7 separate regions of the Mus musculus genome follow, and all the other regions are linked to region 1. Evidence: chromatin contacts called from public HiChIP or PLAC-seq and promoter capture Hi-C data. All regions are on one chromosome and are shown on one strand. Each heading gives the region's core, a stretch centred on a gene start, on an enhancer-like site or on the middle of the called end of the contact. The rest is flanking DNA. Distances are from core to core; before and after follow the strand shown.

Region 1 (2,936 bases), core at 52-2,551:
GCCTTTATGTATCAGTATATTCTATTCTCACAACCCCACAGCTTAAGCCACTCTGCGTGCTCCGTCCTACAGATAATGAACCAGCCAATTCTGCAGTTAGCATCTTTGGCAGGACTTGAACACAAATAGGTCTTGCTCAGAGTCCATGATTATATTATATGTACATGTACAGTTTGCTCTGGCACCTGGGTGGATCTAAGTTTGCACTGTGTACAGTGCCCACGGATGTGCAGTGGAGGAATCAGCTCAGGCACCAGGGGGCGCCAGAAGCCTGGCTTTTGCTCTTTCAGCCCAGCCCTGAAAGGCAATGGAAAGCCAAAATTCCAACTTGACACAGCCACCCTCAGACTATCCCTCCATACACTCGACTTTCAGGTTTGGCCTTTTGTTATCCTCCCCAACAAAAACTACAGGACAGTCCTCTGGTTATGATGGTGATTCAGAGGCTGAACAAGGGGCGTGTGTGTGTGTGTGTGTGTGTGTGTGTGACTCTAAGAGGCTCTGAGGGCTGTCATGTGTGAGAGCCTGCTGCTACATGTGTAAAGCTCAGACACGCGCGTGTGCGTGTGTGTATGTGTGTGTGTATGCGTGTGTGTGTGTGTGTGTGTGTTTTCTTGTGGCCAGGGAAATTGCACATATTTGTTTTGGGGTGTGTCTCAGTGTTTACCTCAGAAACAGATAGGAACTTTGCCAAGGTTGCACAGCATATTCACATTCAAACTTGGCACCCTGGCAGCCCTCAGTGGCTATCACTAGGGTTTGGGACGTGGTATCCCCGAATGAATTCCTTTTCCTCCAAGGGACTCCCGGAGACTTCCAGAATTCTGAGCTAAGGGTTCCCCTCCCCCACTTCCTCCCTACAGTATCACGGGACTTCTAAGGCGTTCCTGCCTTGGAAGGAGGTGAGCCTAATTGTGCAGGGGCCTCGGGCTCCCAGCTGTTTTTCAGGGTCCTCCACTGGAGGACGCACACAACCCAGATGTCCCATAGCACAGTTCCCCGAGGTCCCAATCTCTGGCCCGGAGAAAGTTTGTGTGGTAGCTAGGCAGTTCGGGGTGGCATGCCTCTGCCAGATATTAGGTGACTTTTCCGAGGAGTGGGGAATGGATCAGTGCTAAGGGGATTAGAGTAAAGGTCAGCCTCCCTCCAGTGTGGTTCAATGGAGCTCCAGCTTTGCCCTCCCCACTACGTGCTTCCCCACCGGGTACATACAGGTTCACCCCACTTTCTTCCTCTTCCTCCTCCAGCCCACTTTCTCTTCTCTGTGTCGTCAGAGCGCCAGGGAGGGACCTGGGCAGACAGAGAAGCCGGAAACAGCAGGCCGGGGCAGCCAGGGTTTACAGTGAAGAAGGCCCGGAGACGAGTGCGTGCGTGCCTGTGTGTGTGTTTGTGTGTGTGTGCGCGCGCTCGAGCGTGTGCGCGCGTGCCTGTGTGCATATGTGTGTGTGTGTCTGTACACATTGAGTTTTTAGGGCCAGCCCAGGACCCGCTGGACAGACCTACAGACCCATGGGGCTTGGTAGTGCCCTCTGAGAGAGGGAGAAGATAGCAGCGGGGCTGCTGAGGTGAGGGGACGTCTGCGAGTAGGGAAGGTTATGGGGGGGCTTTGACGAACCACGAGGGATGGATTTTCGGGGCCTCTCGGATCCTCCCCCCTGGGCGGGGCAGTTGGTCCCCTGAAAATAGTTTCATCTGGGGTTAGCTGACGGCACTGGGTTTTGGCAGTTTCCAACTTTCGAAGGACTCGGGTGGGTACAGGCCTCCACATTCCGGTCCCCAACGTGTCGCGTCACTTTCCCCAATCCTCAGCCCTGCGCCTCCTGGGTCTTGGGACAGTCGCTGGGCAGAGGAGAAGAAAGGTTCTCTGGGTTGGGGGACATGGCTGCCTTTCCCTAGAAGTTGATGCTCCAGGGTCCCCGAGCCTGTCCAACCCCTAGCTGCTGCCCGCTAAAGGTTCCTACTCAGGGTGTGGCTGGAGGGTGAGAGAGACCCAGATGTAGATCTCATGGTGCCCCAGAGGAGGGGGACTTTCCCCCTCACTTTTTTGGCCGCAGTAAACCCTGAGATTTCCCCGTGGAGGGCAGCCGGCTGGGGGTTAACCCTCCTCATGCTGACCTGGCTCCACCTCCTCCCACCCTTTCCCACCCCCACCAGCGCCGCCACCGTCATATATACACGCACATTGGACAACTCAGGGAAGCCCTTGACTTTTGATATTGGGGTCACACGGCCAGCGGACTCGGAATGCGGGAGTGGAGGGGATAGATTTAGGCCACCAAGCTTACGAAGAAGCTTCTAGGTTGTCGGGCTTCCCCTACGGCGGGGAGGGGGAGCCTGGAAGGGAAAGCTCGCCCCGCCTCTTGAAGTGTAGCTCCGCCTTCCCACCCTAGGGGACTGATCTCAAGAAAGGACGGTCCTTGTCCTAGCCCGACCTATAGACCCTGCAACGTTACCGGCAGCTCAGGAGAAAAATATGGCTTAATGGCGTCTGGGGTGGGGGAAGGATGAGACTTGAGTCACTCTACAGGGAGATTTAGAGGAAATTGGAGCTGTTCCTGGCTTGGCGGTCCCAGTCCCCAGTAGGGTAAGGATAGGGCCAAAGGTCTGGAATCCGAACATTCCAGAGACTGGGAGGAAAAGGGAACAGAATCCTCTCTTAAATTTGAAAATAAGACAAATGTGACTCTTCGGGATGCCCCACCCAACGGGGTAGACAGTTTTAGAGCAAAGTCTGGTTGGAGGACCCTATGCAAGAGTTGAAGACTCTGCCTTTGGGAGTGAGAACTCAGGGAGTGGGAGAGCAACCGGGAAGATGGTTAAGGGTAGGCAATGTCCTGTGAAGTGGCCTCCTTCTCTTCTATATGGGAGTCCTGTGGGAGTTAAGAGGCTCAAAAGGCAGGAGGAATTGGGGAGACCCAGGGAGTTTCCATCCCATC
Region 2 (3,230 bases), core at 38-2,537, 680 kb after region 1:
AGAGTCTCAATGGGCCAATCAAACCGGTGTGCAGGAAGCTGAGCTACTGGCTTCATTCCTGACCACAGCTGAGAAGTATCTGTCTTCCATACATTCTATCTCGAGTTTTGTTTTATTTTTTAAAAATTTTGCTTAAAACAGCATGTTTTATAAAATAAAAGTATTTTTATCTCATTAGAAAACCGCTAGTGTGGGATTCTTTGGCTTCTTTCTTTCTTTGATTTGACTTCACCAAACAATGAGAAAATGAAAACTGTGTTTTCAGATCCACACCTAGAAATGAAGATTCTGAGTCCCAGAATGAATGGATCCAGGAGGAACATAGTTTTTTTGTTTTTTTGTTTGTTTGGTTGGTTTTTGGTTTGTTTTTTGAGACAGGGTTTCTCTGTAGCCCTGGCTGTCCTGGAACTCACTTTGTAGACTAGGCTGGCCTCGAGAACTCAGAAATCCGCCTGCCTCTGCCTCTCAAGTGCTGGGATTAAAGGCATGCGCCACCATGCCGGGCACCAGGAGGAACATAATTGTTCTTCCCCTGGACGGTGTTCGGTCTTTGCTGTAGTTGCCTAGCACCCTAAATACATAAAGCGATCACAAATCCCAGTTTATCTCAAGACCTTAAGGCGTGGTGTCAACCTGTTATCCTAACAGCGGAGCAGTTGAGAACCACAGTCCCCAACCAGCCTGCGATGGGGAGTTGAGTTCAAGGCATCCTGGGCTACATAGCAAGACACTGCTTCACTCATGACAGTACCTGCGGTGTGCCGAAAATTCAGAGAGGAATTGCTCTATTCACAGCGTGAGAGCTAAGAAGAATATTGACCGTAATATAACCCACACCCCCATCCTCAGAGGATAAATTAAGAGAAATCTCCAAGAACCTGCCTGAAAAGGCAGATAATACCAAAAATGATATTACCCAATACATACCTAATGACGATCATTTATTAATTTGGTACAAGAAGGAAGTTGTTTTAAAAACTAGTTTTTTTGTTTGTTTGTTTGTTTTTTTTTTAAGAAAGAAAAAGACCTGTAGCTACTGGCAGAGTGGTACTGCAGTGCTTCCTGGGAAATGTAGTTTGCTGTATCATGAAATCTTTGTGCATTGAAACCTAGGCTTCTCTCCCACTACTAATTGCATCTGTTTGCAAGTCCTAGCCCACCTGGACTGATGCAATTTCCCCAGGCACCCCATGCGCTCGGTCCTCACTGTAAGCTAGGCTACCTTTGTTCTTTGGTTGGTCACGTGAACCAATTCGCCACGCAAGTCTGGGTCCTCAAGTCTTCCAAGGGGTCCTCGCTGCCTCGGAGGCGCTCCTAAAGCTGCCTGCTCGCGCGAGAGTTTGGAGGGGCGGGCTTAGGGTCAGTTTCGGTGGGGGGCTCGCACGGGACCCTCAGATCTCCGCTTAGGTGCCTAGTTAAGTGCGGGAAGCTGGGCCAGGCGGTCACTGGCCACCCTGAACCTGGCGGGAGCCGGAGCGCTCTGGAGAAGCCGGGACAGCCCCGTTTTTCCCAGCCAGCTGCTAGGGTTGGGACCCACAGAAAACAAAGTGAGAGTCCGGCTGCTTTCCAGAGCCTGGGCCACGGCGGCGGCCGTGGGAGCAGAGGTGGGACAGATGCGAGCGTCAGAGGCTGTGGGCGCACTGAGGTTGGGAATGGACCCGAGCAAAGCGATGGCGGAGTCCTTACAAAAGGGGCTGGTCTGTCTGCACGGGAGCTACTTACATTCTAGAGATGGGGATTCCGGAACCCTTGGTGCTAGGTCCACATAGGCCCTGGTTATGGAGTGTGCTCGCTGGCTTCATGGCCTGACTGGTTCCTTGCTGGCAGCTCCTTTCTGCCCGTCATTCTCACGTAATCGATAACCTCCATCTCAAAGCTACTGCATAGCTCTGTGAGTCCTCAGTGTCCTCAAAGTATCAAAACCCAGGCCCTCACCTGTGGAGGACATAGTTTCTGGATCTGAGTCCCAGTCCCGAGCTCTCACTCCCTATTCCCCCATCCCGAACTCCGGTCCCTCGGGTGTTTGTAACGAGGTTTTTTCCTGGAAAACAATCCGAATCACACCAAGGCCTCTGAAGGCCTTGGAATGAGGGGTGACGGTCATGGGGGAAATGGATCGCTCTCCTCACACCTGTGTTTCATTTTCATACAAATCCAGGTGGAGCGACCCTGTTACACTAAAGATGAAAGGCTGGGGTTGGCTAGCCCTACTTTTGGGGGTCCTGCTGGGAACTGCCTGGGCTCGAAGGAGCCAAGATCTACACTGTGGAGGTAAAAGCACGAAGACCAGTGGAGAAGTGGGAGGAAGATGACCCGTGGGAGTCATGAGATCCAAAGCTTGGAACAAGGATGGATAGAAAAACCCTCATTCCCCTCACCATCCCCACTCCCTGTTCTCTTCCCTGACACCAGCTTGCAGGGCTCTGGTGGATGAATTAGAGTGGGAAATTGCCCGCGTGGACCCCAAGAAGACCATTCAGATGGGATCCTTCCGAATCAATCCAGATGGCAGCCAGTCAGTTGTGGAGGTAATTTACTATCCCTCAAATAAAGTAGCTCACTCGGGCTTAGAGTATGAACTTGTTCGAAGAGAAGAAAGCAGGAAGTCATTCGACCTGTAATGATAATGATCTCAACCCTCAGAGGCGGGACCAGAAGGATCTTTCTGAGTTCTAGTTCTGGTCTACCCCATAGAATTAGGTACTGTCTTCGAAAAGAAAAGAAACAGCCTGGTGTGATGGTACATATCATTAATCCCAGCAGAGGCAGGCTGATCTTGAATTTGAGGCCAGCCTGGTCTACAAAGAGAGTTCCAGGACAGCCAAGGCTGTTATAGAGAGAAACCCTATCTCAAAAAACCAACCAAACAAACAAACAACCAAGGAGCCAGAACATTGATTGTGTATCAGAAGGACTGGGCTCTAAGCCACTTATGGTATTTGCATGCCTGTAATCCTAGTACACAAACAGCAGAGCAGTTGGGTTCTGCCTATCTGGAAGAGCCTGGAAAGTTATAACCACGTATTTCTTTGCCCCAAACCTCAATTAATTGTTTCTGCTGTAGAAGTTAGGTCTTGATTAGTCTGTTTCTCCTCATCCCCAGTCCGCATGTCTCTTGTTTCACTATAGCAGTATTGTATATATACATTTATTTAAAAAAAGAATAAGAGGTCTTGTCCAGCTGGGAATGTAGCTCAGTTGATAGAGTGCTAGCCTCGCATGCACAGAAC
Region 3 (2,777 bases), core at 138-2,637, 820 kb after region 1:
GCGAAACAGAATGCTTACCTATCGAACAAATTGAACCCCTGGATTCAGTTCCGAGCCGCAAAGGATCCTGGCATGCTCAGGCACACCTGTAACTCCTAGTACTTGAGAGGTAGAGGCAGGAGGATCAGAAATTTAAAGTCATTCTTGGCTGCAAGGCAAGTTCAAGGGCAGCCTGTGCACATGAGTCCCTGTCTAAATTAAAAAGAAAAATCCAAATGAGAAACGCTTGTTTCTGTGTCTCCAGTCACCAGACTTCAAGGCTCCACTTTTGGTCACAAACTCCAAAGATGCCCTGTTTAGAAATCTTAGGTTTGACTAGCTTTCCCAAACAAAACGACTACTCTTCATTGTTATGAAATGTTACAGAATTCTCAAAAATATCTCAAAGTGCCTGGTATCCTAACAGCGAATACAGCGATGCCCAATTTGGTTTGTATGTCACCCTGGTCTAACCTAAAGGAGTAGTGCTGCCTTTTCACTTTCAACCACTCAACTACTGGTTAATAGGAGGGGGGAAAAAAAATACGAAAAACTGCCGTCACGAACAGGATTCGAACCTGTGCGGGGAAACCCCATTGGATTTCGAGTCCAACGCCTTAACCACTCGGCCACCGTGACTCCCAAAACTATGGTTGGCCGCGCGCTTACAGAAAGGGTCCGCACGGGTGACTGGGTGCGAGCGGACCGGTGCAGGGTCGCGGCCCGAGGCTCGTACCCAGAGCCGCTCCCTCCCTCGCACCTTCGCGCCACAATGCTTGAACCTGGGTCGAAGAATCGGGGCTCGCCAGCCGACTCCTAAAGCGGAGGCGACTGGCGAGACCCGAAGATCAGAGGGAGGAGACCCCTCACCTGACCCCCCCGGGTAGCACCAGGGGTGCTGGGTGCACCGGGACGAGGAGCGTCAGGGACACTCGTGGGTTGAAACAGGAATGGTTGGAAGGAACTTATTGGAGCGAAAGAGTTCCACGGGAACGTACGTGCCGGGGGCCACTCGGGGTTACGGGGCGGAGCTGCAGACCCGGGGCTCCCGGCTTCCCCGTGGAGTGGAACAGTAAGCCCCACTGCCGCTGCGAGACCAAGTCGGGGAGGGCTCCGCTGTCCTACAGCCGCGTCCTGCGAGACCCGGGGAAGCAGCCGGGCTGCCGCTGCGGGGAAGTCCGCCGAGCGCGCTCGGGCTCGCCCGCCTCCCACCGCCGCTGCTGCCGGGGTGTCCGCCGAGCGCGCTCGGGCTCGCCCGCCACCGCTACGCAGGGCCGCCGGCAGGGGGCGCTCCGCCGGCCGGGGCCCAGGCGGCGGGAGGCGGCGGTCGTGGCGGCGGGAGGCGGCGGGAGGCGGGCGGAGGAGGAGGCGGGAGCTGAGCTGAGCGGGGCGGGCGGCGGCGGGGCCCGAGCCCGAGAAGATGGCGGTGCGGAAGAAGGACGGCGGCCCCAACGTGAAGTACTACGAGGCCGCGGACACCGTGACCCAGTTCGACAACGTGCGGCTCTGGCTCGGCAAGAACTACAAGAAGGTACGCGGGCAGCGCCGCGCGGGGACAAAGGGCCCCTGGCCGCCGCTCCCGGGGCCGGCCCACCCTGCGGCGGCCGCCGCGCCCCTCCCCGAGGCCTCCCCGCGCCTCCCGCCCGCCCGCCCGCGCCCCTCCCCCACCCCTCCCCCACCGTGCCCTCTGCCCCGGTGCAGCGCAGCGGCGTTGGCGGGGGCGGCGGCGGCTCCGGGCGGCGGCCCGGGCCCGGCAGCCCTCGCCCTCCAGGCTGACCGGTGCCGCCGCGCGCCTCCTCCCCTCCGGTGTGCGAGCCGCGGGGCCCCCGCCGGAGCCCCGCGCCGAGCCAGACGCCAGAGCGGCCCAGGCCTCCCCGGTGGTGCTTTGTGTACGTCCTGAGACAGATGGCAGAGCAGGAGGGTAGACGGGCGCGGAGCAGGCCGTTGAAAAGCGTCTCTACCTGGGGAAATCACCTGTCTCCCAGGGTTACCCTAGTCTCCTTCTAAAGGGCTGCAAACCTCTCAGGGGACAGGACATGGCAGTCTAGGGCAGCAGCCCCTCCAACCCTCCTTTCATAATGAAGTCCTCTGCAAGCCAGCCAGCCTGGCATTGCTTTGGGTTTGAGGTCCAGAGGCTCGGATAAGCTTCATATCGCTAGTCCCCACCCCCACCCTGTAACTGGAAATAAGGATGGGGAACAAAAGGGTTCAAGAAGCCCTATCTATCTTTTTTTTTTTTTTTAACCAATTTTTATTCTTGTGTCTTCATGGTGTCTGGGCTTTTTTTCGTTTTTCTTTTTTGTCTTCGATATGGGCTGCTTCCTCACCAACCCCGGCTAAGGGTTCTTTTCCCTTGCTTTGTTTTACAGCCCCCAACTCTTGCTACTCCAGCCTTGCAGCCAGCCTGTCAGAGTACAGTGGACAGCTTCAGAAAGCTCCACTAATTCTGGTTTGAGTTTAGCCCTGAAACCATTTGGGGTCTCTCTGTTGGGTGTCAGACTCTTGACAAACAGCTGTTGGGTCTGTGACTTGTGTGCACCCTCAGCGTGAGGCTCTGGTTCCCAGTTTTCTGCCTTTGACCTTTTAAAGGGAGATCGGTCTAGGGTCTTGGTGTGAAGCCCCGAAGGCTTTGACAGCTGTGACCTGCTTCAGCTTTCAAGTGCTTAACTCTTTGTCATTTACTTCTCCCTTCACGGATCTCTTTATACCTCCCACCGAGAGGTGCTGACTCTAATTAGGGTAGAGGAAATAAGGGTCAAAAGGTAAAGAGAAAGTAGCTTCCTGGCTCAGTGAACAGA
Region 4 (3,194 bases), core at 452-2,951, 730 kb after region 1:
GCTGGACATGGTGGTGCACGCCTTTAATCTCAGCACTTGGGAGACCGGCCAGCCAAGTCTAAATAATGATACCGATTATCAAAATAAAACAAAAGCCTGACATCCTGGTAGCCAGTAAAGTCCATTTAGTCCCAGTGCTTAGGAGGCAGAAGCAGGCAGATCTCTGAGTTTTAGCCCAGCCTAGACTACATAGTTCCAAGGTAGATACCCAGAGGTATGTCTTGAGACCTTGGCTCAAACAACAATAACAAAAAGCTGTGACTTAATTAAGTCCTGTAATAAGTGGTTTCTTAGCATGTTCAATCCCCAGCACTGCAGAAAAACAGCAGCATGGTGGCACATGTCTATAATCTCAGCTCTAGGGAGGTAGGTGGAGGCAAGATATAAGTTCAAAGTCTTCTTGACTGTATATCAAGTTCAAGGCCAACCCTAGGCTATGTGAGAGCCTGTCTCAAAATGTGTGTGTGTGAGATACCTATGATGCAGCTCTGGCTATGTAGTCCGTGGAAGCTTCAAGCTTAGATTACAGGCTGTACTACCTAGTCGGTTACCTTTCTATGATGTAACACAATTCTAGACTAATACACGTGCAGAACAACTAAGGTGGGAAATTTAGGTTGAAAGGCTGGCAGCGAAAACGTTGCTGGGGAGACAAGTGGCCCAATATGAATCTTACCCACTACTGGTACATGGTTATTTATTTGAAGGGGAAAAAAAGGAATGCTCACCCCATGATCCTACGCTCCGAGTAAGCCTTTCGCTTGTTGGTAAAGGGGGCAGCAAAGCCCATGAAGGAACGACTATGAGGTAGGCCAGCCTCCGCTGCCAAGGCCTGGGCAGCGCGAGGCAAGAAGAGATTACAGGAAATCAGAAACCTAGCGCCAAAAAGAAAGGAGAGGCAGCGTCACGATTCTTTTTTTGTATTCAACCACTTCAGGTGAAGGGGAAGAGGGATGCATCACAGAGGAAGGTCGTTGGTTCGGGCAAGCTTTTCTGCCCCTAGCACCTGCTGCAGCTAGCTGGGCTGGCTGGCCAGGCAGTCACGAGTGCGAAAGGTCGAGGGCGGCTGAGGACAGGGCCAGGGGTGGGGATGGGAAAAAGAAGGGCACGTCCTAAGTGCCAGCTGCCTTTGAGGCAACACTACTGCTGCAAGCAAACTGAAGCATCTCTGACGCCAGGGTCAGGCCAGGCACATCAAAGCCAGAACGCCGGCGAAGGCCAAGAAGTGGCTGGCACGCACCCGCCCCGAGCATCTAGCTTGTACGCGTATCTCCAGAACTCCATTCGAACTCCCAGGGCACCACCAATGCCAGCCCTTCTCCGGCCTGCCGTCTAAGGGCTGCCACCCTCCACCGCTGAACTTCGGGGTGCCGGGCGACCCCCTCCGGTCCTGCGCGGACGTCTGTGCCTGCCTCTCACCTCATTGGACGCGGCGGCCGCGGAGGGCCCGGGGGCGGGGTCGGGACGGAGCGCGCGCCCCGGCAGAGCGAGAAGCCGCAGCAGCTCCGGGCGGCCGCGCGCGTCGGGGCCGGGAGCCTCCGCGCGCCCGCAGAGGCCATGCGCGCGCCCCTGCCTGGCACTCCCGGCGGCGGCGAGCTGTAGGGGAGGCCGGGCAGGAAGGGCGGCGCGAGCTCCGGCTGCCTTCGCCCTGCTCCGGCCCGCGCGCCGGATAGGCTGTCACTGAAGCGGTGACCGCAGCTCTGGGTCCCCTCACGTCACGCCGTTGCCAGGGATCGGGAGGAGGGAGCGCGAGGAAGGAAGGGACAACGCTGCCTGTCGGGAGATGTAGTTTCTTTGACACCTCTGGCGTGAAAGAAAGGGCGCTGGGTGCGTGTCGGAGGAGCTGCAGAGATGGCTCGGGGGAGCGAGATCGCCTGGCACAAACTACTTGGCGAGTCTGTGGTCACAGGACCTGATACGTAGACGCAGAGGCGACGTCGTGGGCGTGTCAACGGCAGATGGCTGTCGATGTCCAGAGGAACGTTTCTCAGAGCCCTTTAGAAGGAGAGGCTCTTTTCATCCTACTGGCCTTTGCAGTGCCTGCTGCCGGTTTATGTCTTTGGAAAAGGATATTAACTTTGCAAGTTCTGGGCTGACTTGTATAATCTCTCCTAGATCTACACGCCCTTCCCCCTTCCTCCCCTTCTCGTTATTCGAGACAAGACAATTCAGGCCTTGAATTTGCAGTGCTCCTTCATGAACGTCCCTAGGAGCAGAATTTCCTCCCTAATATTTATGGAAAGAAGTCTGAGGCAGAAGCAGGAGGGTTGCCACGAGTTCCAGGCCAGCCTGGGCTACCTACCCAGTTTTAGAGTAGCCAGCTCTAAACAAGAAGCAAGCCCTACTGTCAGACCAAACCAAACATAAGACATGGTTTGTTTGTTCTTTGAGACGCCCTCGCTATATAAGCTTGGTTGCCCTGGAACTCTTGGATATCGTCCTGACTCTTAGCTGCTGAGATTACAGACATGCATGCTCTCCAGGAGGGCTTTGGGGTGTCATGATCTTGCTCTGTAACCTGCACTGACCTTGAACTCATATGCACCTTCTTGCTGCCACTTCCCAGTTGCTGGAATTACAGGTGTGAGCTACTACTAGCCAAAATTTACTTTTAGAAAAAAGCACCATCACTGTCGGGGAAAAATGTGTACTCAATGGAGGACGAGACATCACAGGCAGAAAGCCCAAAGGTGAATACTACGTCCCAGGATTCAAGGAAAAAACAAGCGCTCTTGGGAAAAGTATGACCAAAGGAAAAAGAGAGAAGAGAAATAAACTACAAATTAGAAAGAGATTAGCCTAGACGGGTGCAAGAGCAAGCAAAATTCTCCCGACTGTCACAGAGCAAGCTCTGCTTTCCCTACGCTGGGTTAAAGCTCCCCACATTGATTCGAGCTTTGCCTGACAAAGGAAATGTGCTGGCAGGAAGAAGACAGGCAATCAAAGCTACATTGTGATACAAGTCAAATGCTTTACACAAATAAGGTCATAGACTCAGAGTCAAGACGAGGCTAGCCAGATGGCTCAGTGGGTAGGGGTGCTTGCCACCCAGTTTGCTCTGAATTCAATCCTCAGGACTCCCCCCCCCCCCCCCGCCCCCATGGAGAGAACCAGCTAAACACACATCACACAACACACATGTGCGTCTCCCACACCCACACACACACCATAAACATACATACACATTCTCATGC
Region 5 (2,836 bases), core at 171-2,670, 610 kb before region 1:
AAGCCCTGCATTTACATTCTTAATCCCGTCACATAACGGAGGCCTTGGGGACTTCACTCGAGCCACCGCTTACAGATTCCTTAAGCATGCAAAGGGTCCACCACAGATCGTACTCTCCAAGATACAGCTGTTTCTAGTATGTGGCATCCCAACAACGCACCTCTACTAAAACAGCTGTGTTTCCCTCCTGCAGAAGTCCAATCAAGCCTTCTTTAGTCTTCCTCCCGTGGAGCTTGGCGGCTTTGCTCCATCCTTCCTTCTGGGCCTGTTTGTGCAGCCAGTCCTCTGCCTACAAATGCAAAAGAAACAGAGGGGAAAGTCAGTCACAGGAACTAGAAATGAAAGGTACTTTAAAATATGTCCAAACCATATATGACTTTTTATAATTTCTTTTTCTTTAATGATTTATTTATCTTATGTATGAGTACACTGTATCTGTCTTCAGACACACCAGAAGAGGGCATCAGACCCCACTGCAGATGGTTGTGAGCCACTATGTGGTTGCTGGGAATTGAACTCAGGACCTCTGGAAGAGCAGCCAGTGCTCTTAACCGCTGAGCCATCTCTCCAGCCCCCATATGACTTTTTCTGCACACCCACATTCTATAAGAGAAACTACTAAATGCTTTACACCAAGCGCTGTAGTCGCTGTTGCTTCTCTACTTTTAATCTTTACAACCCCACTATAGGATAGATGGTAGTGTTTTCATTATACAGACAACGCTGACAACACGAAAGGATTCATTGCGATCTCCAGAGTTTGAGCGGGTGTGAGAGCCTCTGGAGTCTAACTCCTAAATTTATACAAACACCGATCTCCAGGCAGCAGCAAATCTCATAGCCATAAGGAACATGGAATTCAGCAAGTTAAGTTTCTAGGTTAACTGCTTCCAGTGAAAACGCAGTCGAAGGGTAAAGCTCTCGTTTAAGCCAAATTTTCCTCTTTGGCCAGTTCTGTCGCACAGGACACTGGGCAGCAGCAGGTCATGTCTATGCTCCGCAGAGTGACCCCCGGAAGGAAAGAATGGGGTGGAGCCGTAGCACCAAATCTCGCAGCACCTCCTCCCACCTGCTTGAGGTCACCGCCACAAGTCTCCAGAGCCTTCTTGCAGTTGACAAAGGAGTAGCCGGTTTTCCGCCGCAGTTTCATAAGGAGCTCCTTGCTGGAGGCAGCAGAGGACAGCGAGGGGCCGGCGTGAAACGTGAGCCATGGCTGGGACGGCTGGAGCAGGACAGCCCTCGCCTGGGGAGAGTAAGGAGAAAGGGATGAGCTCCCGGAGCAGAACGGGAGGAGGGGGAGCACCATCCGCGGGGCCAGGGTCGGGAGAAGGGAAGGGCGCGCGCGCTCACCGAGCGGCCGGTGCACGCGACCGGGAAGAAGCGCAGCGACCGCAGAAGCGACATCCCTCTGGCCCTCCCGCCCATCGGCGCACAGACGGGACGCCGGCCTACGGCGTGGCGCGAGAGCCAAAACGCCTCCCAGAACGCGTGGCGCGAGGATGCTGCCACCTGCTGGCAGGAGGGATGTGCCCGCTTCTTTTAAATTCATTAAAATATTTCACAAAAGACTTAGCGGTAAAGTTGCTGCGAAATAACAACACAAGACATGTAGGTGACACTTTGTTTCTTTATTTCCAATGTACTTTTATATTCATTATCCATTTATGAGTCCGGACACACACACACACACACACACACACACACACACACACACACACACACACACACGGCAGGTAAGTAGGGTGGGCTCAGGAAATTGCCCAAGGTCACCTGGAGAAGCAGAGTTCCTTCAACAAACCCAATAAATAATTGCTGAATTAGTAAAATATCTACTGAACATATGTGTGCCCGGAGCTGTTGCTAGTTTCAGGGGATCGGTGATGCATAAATCATAGCTCTACCCTCCAATGCATCTATTGGTCTGAGGAAATAAGAATCGGGTAAGGCAATATAAGGTCCCTAACCAGTTAAAAGATCTCCAGTCAAGGAAACCACATCCAAACAGAAAGCTCGGGAAAAGGAGTGGTTTCTTCTTATTTTTCTTTTTCTTTTTTCTTTTTTTGATTCCAGAAGCAAAGCATAAGTGTAGACAGAGAGCAATGGCCCTTCCTGGAAGGGATCATCGGAAAAGTGGAGAGGCCAGGGAATGCCCATAGAGTTAGGGAACAAAGCGTTAAGACACTTTAGCTAAAAGTGCAAAAGAAGCAGAGTAGGAAATGAGATACAAAGTAGTTTAGGAGCAGGTGTGTGTGGCCTGAGTACCAAGCAAAGACGTTTGTTCTGACAGTAGAAGCTAATTAGAGCAGGTTTTGGAAGATGGCAAGAGCTTGAGGCGTGGCATCTAGGTTAAGAGAACAGTGGCAGACACATCAAAGATGGTTGTGTGCCGAAAGGCTAAGTAAAAAAAGAGCCAGACTGCTGCAGAGAGGGAGAGACAAGAACCGAAGGCAAAACAAGAAGGAAAACCTGACGTGGAAGGAAGAACTAGAGATTAGAAGAACCTCGAACCCAATCCAGAATGTGATCACATGATGCCTGTGATCAGGTCTTGAGCTTTGCAAAGGATGAAGAAGCTACAGACCAACGGGACATCTCTGATTCTCCTCCTGGGGCTCAGGTCTAGGAAGACTCCCCCTATTGAGACTCTTATTTCAACAAGCAAGAGACAGACATTCTGGAGTATCTTGGCATCCAGCTTTCTGGCAATGTTTAGAGATACAGGAGAGATAATTAATGCCTGTTTTTCCCTTTAAAAATGGCAAAGATGGGCTGGTGAGATGGCTCAGTGGGTAAGAGCACCCGACTGCTCTTCCGAAGGTCCAGAGTTCAAATCCCA
Region 6 (2,755 bases), core at 168-2,667, 850 kb after region 1:
GGAACACAAGGACGGCCAGAAGAGGGAATCAGAACTGGATGAGACAAAACTTGCTCAAGTTTGGCACCTATGCAGATAAAGGGATGACTTTAGCTGAACAACCATGAACCCACTACATTCTTGAAATGCTCACCATCACTCTTGGGGTTCCCTAGGACCTTGAGCACCTCGGCGTTGGTAGGGTTCTGGCCCAGGGCCCGCATCACATCCCCACACTGGCTGTACAGGATCTTGCCATCACCTGTTCGGTCAAACAGCTGGAAAGCCTCCTTGAATTCTGAGGATTCAGAAGAACGGCAGCACCAGGGATTAGCCCCGTGCTTGCTGCACAGCTCTGCTGCCAATTCAACTTAAGTCATGCTGCAGAAACCAGATATCTTGTCCTCCTCTATACACAAGACTACTCCTAGGGATCTATTTCTATCAACTCAAATGCCCCACATAAAGACAGGCAACCTTCTTTCCCTTACCTTAAGGTGGTAGCCATCTGTTTACACACCCCCTGAGCTGCGGCAGGCTAGGCTCTCCACCACTACTATACAACTCCGCAGGAATCTGCCACCGCCCAGGCTAGGTCCTGCCCATATAAGGAAGTAAGAGCCTGGACTCTAGCCTCCCACTCCCACCCTTCCCCTCCGGGAGACCTTCCAAGAGGTGAAGCCACATCCTTAGCAAACTCTCCAGTGCCCATCTTAACAAAATATCAAGGCACTGCCCTCTACAGTACTCAGAATCCAAGCTTAAGGAGGGGACAGTTATCAGAGGAGAGGCAAAAAAAGAAGCAGCAAACCACAAGCGTAATAGACCCGACACATAACAGGCACTAGTCAAATTGTTTCACACACCCACACCACCTAAAACTCACCCAGCGCTTGGGGCTCAGATCTGGAGTGGAAGGGGAAGGAAGAAAGAATGAGAAAAGAAAATGGAGGATCTAGAGCAGAAGGAAATCCACGGGGCACTCTCCTGGGAGCGCTGGAGGTGACAGGTTGGGATCAGAAGATAGATGCTAAAGGAAGGGGGTCCCTCTCGGTAAGGATGACCTGAGCTGCGGGTCAGAGACTGCCTACCTGCGGTCTGGTCCTCGGTGAAGTCACACTGCTCGGAGAAGAAGGGATTGGTCAGTTACCTGAGGTCCAACCCCGCAAGCTTCTATCCCGGCTTTACAAACTCCTGTTTGAAGCCGAGGATTCGCTTCCCAGGGCAAAGCCCTAGACATTCCAATCCCACAGCCAACCTTCCAAAACCTGGGCGTGCCCACGTCCACTGCTTTCTCTACTCCCACCCGCGGTCCTCTCCTTGCCCCAAATCCCCCTGATCTCCCGATTCCCAGGGCCCACCATCTTGGCTGCTGAGCTCTGCTGGACCTTTTCCGGCAGTAATGGCTCCGACGCCCTACCCAACCCCAGCCTTAGTACGTCCCATGGCGCATGACGTCACCCTCCGCCGTTTCATCCAATAGGCACGCTAGTCTGGGCTCATGCAGATGACATCACTACATTATTAATGAGGTGGGGGGGGGGCGCCCTACCTCGGCTCAGGAATCTAGCAGGGGGGCCTGGGTTGGGACTCTCGGAAACCTTTCTTCCGAGCTGCACCAAGAGCAGAGGATTTGGGCTTTTGCAGAAGAGAGGACTACCCGCTCCCGTCCTTCCTCTTTCTCAAAAGAAAACTGTCGGAAACCGAAGCAGGAACCATGTTTTTATTTCAAAACTGTAAGTGCCCCCTAGTGGCAGGAACGCGCTTCTGGCCGCACAGGAGGTGGGGCAAGTTTCCGTCGCTGCAGGTTCTACGTGGGGTGGGAGTCGGGGCTGGGGTGGGGTGGGGGTGGGAGGGGGTGGGGGGTGGGGAAGGAAATAGTCCAGCCCTGGCGGCTGCGCTACGGACGGGCGCGGAGACGCACTGCCTGCGCTTCTATCTGGTGGATCGAGGACCCTTGCCTCTCAAGCGGATACCAGGGGCTGGCTGGAGGGCCACCTGCGGAGCTCAGAGGCTTAGGATATGCTTCAGGAAGGCTGCACGAAAGGAGACGAGAGGACTTGAGAAACTGACCTTCGGGTAACTGAGGGTACTCCCACCCCCCTCAAGTCTCCTTACTCCCTGGCCATCCTGCCCCCTCACCCTCATAGTTGATGCAGCCGTTGCTGTCCTCGTGGCCTGCCAGAACAGTCTCTACCTCTTCCTCAGTCATCTTCTCTCCTGAACCCAAAAACAGTTAGAGTCCCCCGCCTTCCCTGCCTCACCAGCCCAAGACATTCTCAGGGTGGTTCATCCTCCCACCCTTGCCCTTTTTCATATCAACGGTGCCTTGGAGCAGGTGAAAGCTTTGACTTGACAGCGAAACAAGCTGCCGGGGTTGAGACTTGCATGGAATCAACACAATTGTGGCTTGCAAAGGGGGACATTGCATTCCCTGCCCTTGGCTCATAGCTGGACACTTTAGCCTCTAGGTGATCTGTCTCCACAATGCTGGCCCTCTTGAGTCTCCTGCCCATAACTGCAGGACCATAAACCCATTCTAGGCTCTACTTAGCTCTTCCAGGACCCCCCACTTCTCCACCCCACAGCTCTGGGCCCTGCCTCACCGAGAGTGGTAAGAACATGTCTGAGCTCTGCACCCATGACCTTGCCGTTGCCCTCTTTGTCAAACACACGAAGCCCCTCTAGGTAGTCCTCATATGTGCCTTGGTCCCGGTTCTTGGCCACTGCCTGCAGCATGGGCAGGAACGTCTCAAAGTCTACACGTCGGGACTTC
Region 7 (2,807 bases), core at 249-2,748, 630 kb after region 1:
TCAGCTCCTGACATGCATAGCCTCCGACTCATCCTGATGTCAATCCAGCTGCTTTGCTATCTCCTGCTGTGTCCTGTGGATGCCACTTCACACGGAGAGGCAACCAGTGTCTCTACGGTGCTCCCTCCCTCGAAGTTGGGATACCAGATGCAGACCTCAGACAAGCCCTTGTCCTGCCAGATGCTGCTCCCCAAGTCCCTGCCTGGCTTCACTTACATGCCCCCTGTCTCCAAATTCCTGGTAGGCCTGGCTCTAAGGAATGCTCTGGAGGCAGCTGGCTGCCAGGCTGAGGTCTGGGCTCTTCAGCTTCAGCTTTACCGATTAGGAGGTGTGGAGGCTACACAAGCCCTCATCCACCATCTCCAGGAGCTCCAGAAGAGTGGACACACAGACCGGGAAGTGTCTGTGGATGCCCTGTCCTCTGCTCTGCAGCTCTTAGCCTGGGAGCAGCCAGGTCCAAAGAGGGCCAAACGTTCGATTTCCAACACAGACTGCGACAATGATCAGGAACAGAGTGTCCACAATGTGGTTGACCTACTACCAGCAGTAGGCACCTACTACAACCTAGGCACAGCTTTGTATTACGCCATTAAGAACTGCTCTGACAAGGCCAAGGAACGAGGTCGAGATGGGGCCATAGATCTGGGTTATGATCTCTTGATGGCCATGGTAGGCGCGTCAGGGGGCCCAGCTGGTGCGGTGATCACGGCTGCTCTTAAGCCAGCGATGAAGGCTGGGGTTCAGCGGCTGATCCAGTATTATTATGATGAGAAAGAGGTGACCACCCCTCAGCCAGAGGTGACCACCCATCAGCCAGAGACCGGAAAGGATGCCACCACAGATATCGGTGTTGTGGAAGAAATAGCCATGTCTAATTTTGTGTCAGAAGTTGAAAGTACAACTTCTAACTGGGAGTGGCCTTTATTAAAGAACTATGGTGTCTTGGCGTACAAGAGATAGTAACAAAACAACCAATAAGTGGAAAATTCTGACAAGAGAAGTGTAGATGGATGGATGGGTGGGTGGATGGTTTGGGATACTGTCATCGCTTGCCAGTAATTTCCTTCTTGAAACTTAGATTTTTACACTCTAATGGGGCTGGCTAACTTCCACCTGAACAAGTGATTATAGAAATTAAAAAGCGTTATCATGAACCCACAGTATTTATCATTCATATCCTCAAAAATACCTTATTACCTCAGCTCTTCCCTCCCTATCCTAAGGGACGCAGGTCCCACCCTTTCTATGGAGTCCTAGGTGCCTTCACGCACCCTGGTTTCAGTTTCCTTTCCCTAGAACTCACGGTTCGGTTCGGGTAAATCAGCTGCTAGAATTCCTGGCTAAGACTTTAGTTGGGCTCCGCCCGACTAGGGGGGCGGGAGCGGGCACTAACGAGCTTCTCCCTCTCCGCCAATCACTGAAGTCGGCGGTGTGGTTTCAAGCAGCTTGTCCAGCCCAGCGCTGAACGGGGTTGTGTTTCAGCCAATGAGAGTGACACGCGGGGAGGGCGTGGCTAAGCTTTCGGTCGCCCCACCGATCCCGGAACGCCGAGCGTCCACAGCCGGGTGATCCATTCCGCCAGCCGGGTGACCCATTCCGCTGTTCGCTATCTTGGTCCGCCGGAGTCGGGGGAGGGTGGAAAACGGGTCCTTGAACCGCTTGGAGAATTGGAAGTTGCAGCGAGAGCACTGGAAGGAGCGGCACTGGACCCTCAGAAGGTACAGGCCCCGAAAGGGTGTGCGGAGCGGGGCGGAGGTGCCAGCCGGTTCCCGGGAAGGGCTGCTGCCCCGGGTGATGCCCCTGTAGACAAGGCTTCTGCTCTCTGGCTGAAGTCGAACACCCTGCAGGATGCTGCACCGCTGCACAGTTCTACTTCTCAACCCTGTCGACTTCCTTCCAAAACTCCTCCGCAACCCTTGCAGCTGCTCTATGTACCCATTATGATCCTTGTCATAAGCCAAAGCTTTAACCTCTGCTCTGCGAATCTATTTACTTATTTGTTTGCTTCCTTATTATATTTTTAAAATTTGTATGCATGTTGTGTTTATGTACTAGGTGCGTGCCTGAATTGGCCAGAAGAGGGCCGAATTTACTAGGACTGGAGTTAAGATGGTTGTGAGCAGCCATGTGGGGGCTGGGAACCGAACCCAGGTCCTCTGGAAGAGCAGCCAGTGCTCTTAACCATGGAGCCATCTCTCGAGGCCCTTTACATAATTTTTGATCCTTGCACAAATAAATAAATAAATAAGAAAGACATCCTTGATCATTATGTGTGTGTGTTTGTATAATATATATATATACACATATGTATATATATATATTATATACATATAATACATATAAACTATAGTCCTAGAGGTGAAACTGTTTGCTTAAGGTTACACACAAAGTCTAGTTTATTTCAGAAAACCTTATTCAGTGCAAAACTGATATCGGAGAGTGAAGCCAACTAGAGAAAGTACTTTGTTGCAGCCCCTATAGCCTACGTGCAGTTAGTTCACTTAGGCAGACTTTGGGTGTGAGGGTTGAGACAGGGTTTCTCTGTGTAGCCCTCCTGTCCTGGAAACTCAAAGATCCACCTGCCTCTTCCTCCCAAGAGCTGGGATTAAAGGTGTGCACCAACACCACCCGTCAAGTTTTTGTTTCTTAGAAGCAATACAGGCATATAATTTAAAGAGTCAAGTACCCGTTTGGAGCTGTAGCTCAACCAAAGCTTTCACAGAGAGTAAGGCACGAGGATCAAGGATTGCAAGAAAGCTAAAATGAAAACAAACATTTTGTTTGAAGAGAGATTGGATCAGGGCTAT

The links. Promoter capture Hi-C pulls out the DNA fragments that hold promoters and counts their contacts. HiChIP or PLAC-seq counts read pairs in DNA pulled down with a chosen protein or histone mark. Capture Hi-C pulls out chosen DNA fragments and counts their contacts.
Region 2: a contact with region 1 is called in an H3K27ac HiChIP or PLAC-seq map of microglia, with 4 times the contacts expected there. The contact joins the promoter of Cnpy2 here to the promoter of Stat6 in region 1. A contact is called at or near these places in 1 of 115 datasets of contacts at active chromatin or transcription factors (microglia) and 2 of 9 other capture datasets (adipose tissue and macrophages).
Region 3: a promoter capture Hi-C map of embryonic stem cells shows a contact between it and region 1, with 3 times the contacts expected there. The contact joins the promoter of Smarcc2 here to the promoter of Stat6 in region 1. A contact is called at or near these places in 3 of 39 promoter capture datasets (embryonic stem cells, liver and pre-B cells), 2 of 115 datasets of contacts at active chromatin or transcription factors (bone marrow-derived macrophages and embryonic forebrain) and 1 of 9 other capture datasets (liver).
Region 4: a contact with region 1 is called in a promoter capture Hi-C map of pre-B cells, with 5 times the contacts expected there. The contact joins the promoter of Coq10a here to the promoter of Stat6 in region 1. A contact is called at or near these places in 3 of 39 promoter capture datasets (the SN4741 cell line, liver and pre-B cells) and 2 of 9 other capture datasets (adipose tissue and liver).
Region 5: a promoter capture Hi-C map of liver shows a contact between it and region 1. The contact joins the promoter of Tsfm here to the promoter of Stat6 in region 1.
Region 6: a promoter capture Hi-C map of liver shows a contact between it and region 1, with 2.7 times the contacts expected there. The contact joins the promoter of Myl6 here to the promoter of Stat6 in region 1. A contact is called at or near these places in 4 of 39 promoter capture datasets (hippocampal neurons, liver, pre-B cells and 1 more), 1 of 115 datasets of contacts at active chromatin or transcription factors (pancreatic cancer cells) and 1 of 9 other capture datasets (macrophages).
Region 7: a contact with region 1 is called in a promoter capture Hi-C map of pre-B cells. The contact joins the promoter of Stat2 here to the promoter of Stat6 in region 1. A contact is called at or near these places in 2 of 39 promoter capture datasets (pre-B cells and second pharyngeal arch cranial neural crest), 6 of 115 datasets of contacts at active chromatin or transcription factors (bone marrow-derived macrophages, embryonic stem cells, kidney and 2 more) and 2 of 9 other capture datasets (adipose tissue and embryonic stem cells).

Annotation. Positions count from the first base shown.
Region 1 is chr10:127,641,685-127,644,620 of GRCm38.p6, forward strand. Stat6 (signal transducer and activator of transcription 6) reads left to right here and starts at 1,302. Exons shown (of 22, transcript NM_009284.2): 1 at 1,302-1,565.
Region 2 is chr10:128,321,172-128,324,401 of GRCm38.p6, forward strand. Cnpy2 (canopy FGF signaling regulator 2) reads left to right here and starts at 1,288. Exons shown (of 6, transcript NM_019953.1): 1 at 1,288-1,604; 2 at 2,159-2,271; 3 at 2,413-2,528. The coding sequence starts at 2,184. Pan2 (PAN2 poly(A) specific ribonuclease subunit) reads left to right here. Exons shown (of 26, transcript NM_133992.3): 26 at 1-187.
Region 3 is chr10:128,457,928-128,460,704 of GRCm38.p6, forward strand. Smarcc2 (SWI/SNF related, matrix associated, actin dependent regulator of chromatin, subfamily c, member 2) reads left to right here and starts at 1,388. Exons shown (of 29, transcript NM_001372395.1): 1 at 1,388-1,510. The coding sequence starts at 1,400. n-TScga2 (a tRNA gene) reads right to left here and starts at 618; the gene lies at 537-618. It overlaps Mir8105 (microRNA 8105), which reads left to right and starts at 753; the gene lies at 753-841.
Region 4 is chr10:128,367,279-128,370,472 of GRCm38.p6, forward strand. It overlaps Coq10a (coenzyme Q10A), which reads right to left and starts at 1,702. Exons shown (of 5, transcript NM_001374700.1): 1 at 1,420-1,702; 2 at 729-875. The coding sequence starts at 1,559.
Region 5 is chr10:127,029,394-127,032,229 of GRCm38.p6, forward strand. Tsfm (Ts translation elongation factor, mitochondrial) reads right to left here and starts at 1,421. Exons shown (of 6, transcript NM_025537.3): 1 at 1,351-1,421; 2 at 1,070-1,243; 3 at 161-289. The coding sequence starts at 1,404.
Region 6 is chr10:128,492,469-128,495,223 of GRCm38.p6, forward strand. Myl6 (myosin, light polypeptide 6, alkali, smooth muscle and non-muscle) reads right to left here and starts at 1,418. Exons shown (of 7, transcript NM_001317218.1): 1 at 1,341-1,418; 2 at 1,071-1,098; 3 at 134-277. The coding sequence starts at 1,343. Myl6b (myosin, light polypeptide 6B) reads right to left here. Exons shown (of 7, transcript NM_172259.1): 5 at 2,586-2,755; 6 at 2,122-2,199; 7 at 1,689-2,015. The coding sequence ends at 1,987.
Region 7 is chr10:128,269,000-128,271,806 of GRCm38.p6, forward strand. It overlaps Stat2 (signal transducer and activator of transcription 2), which reads left to right and starts at 1,499. Exons shown (of 24, transcript NM_019963.2): 1 at 1,499-1,718. It overlaps Apof (apolipoprotein F), which reads left to right. Exons shown (of 2, transcript NM_133997.3): 2 at 1-2,251. The coding sequence starts at 13. The coding sequence ends at 960.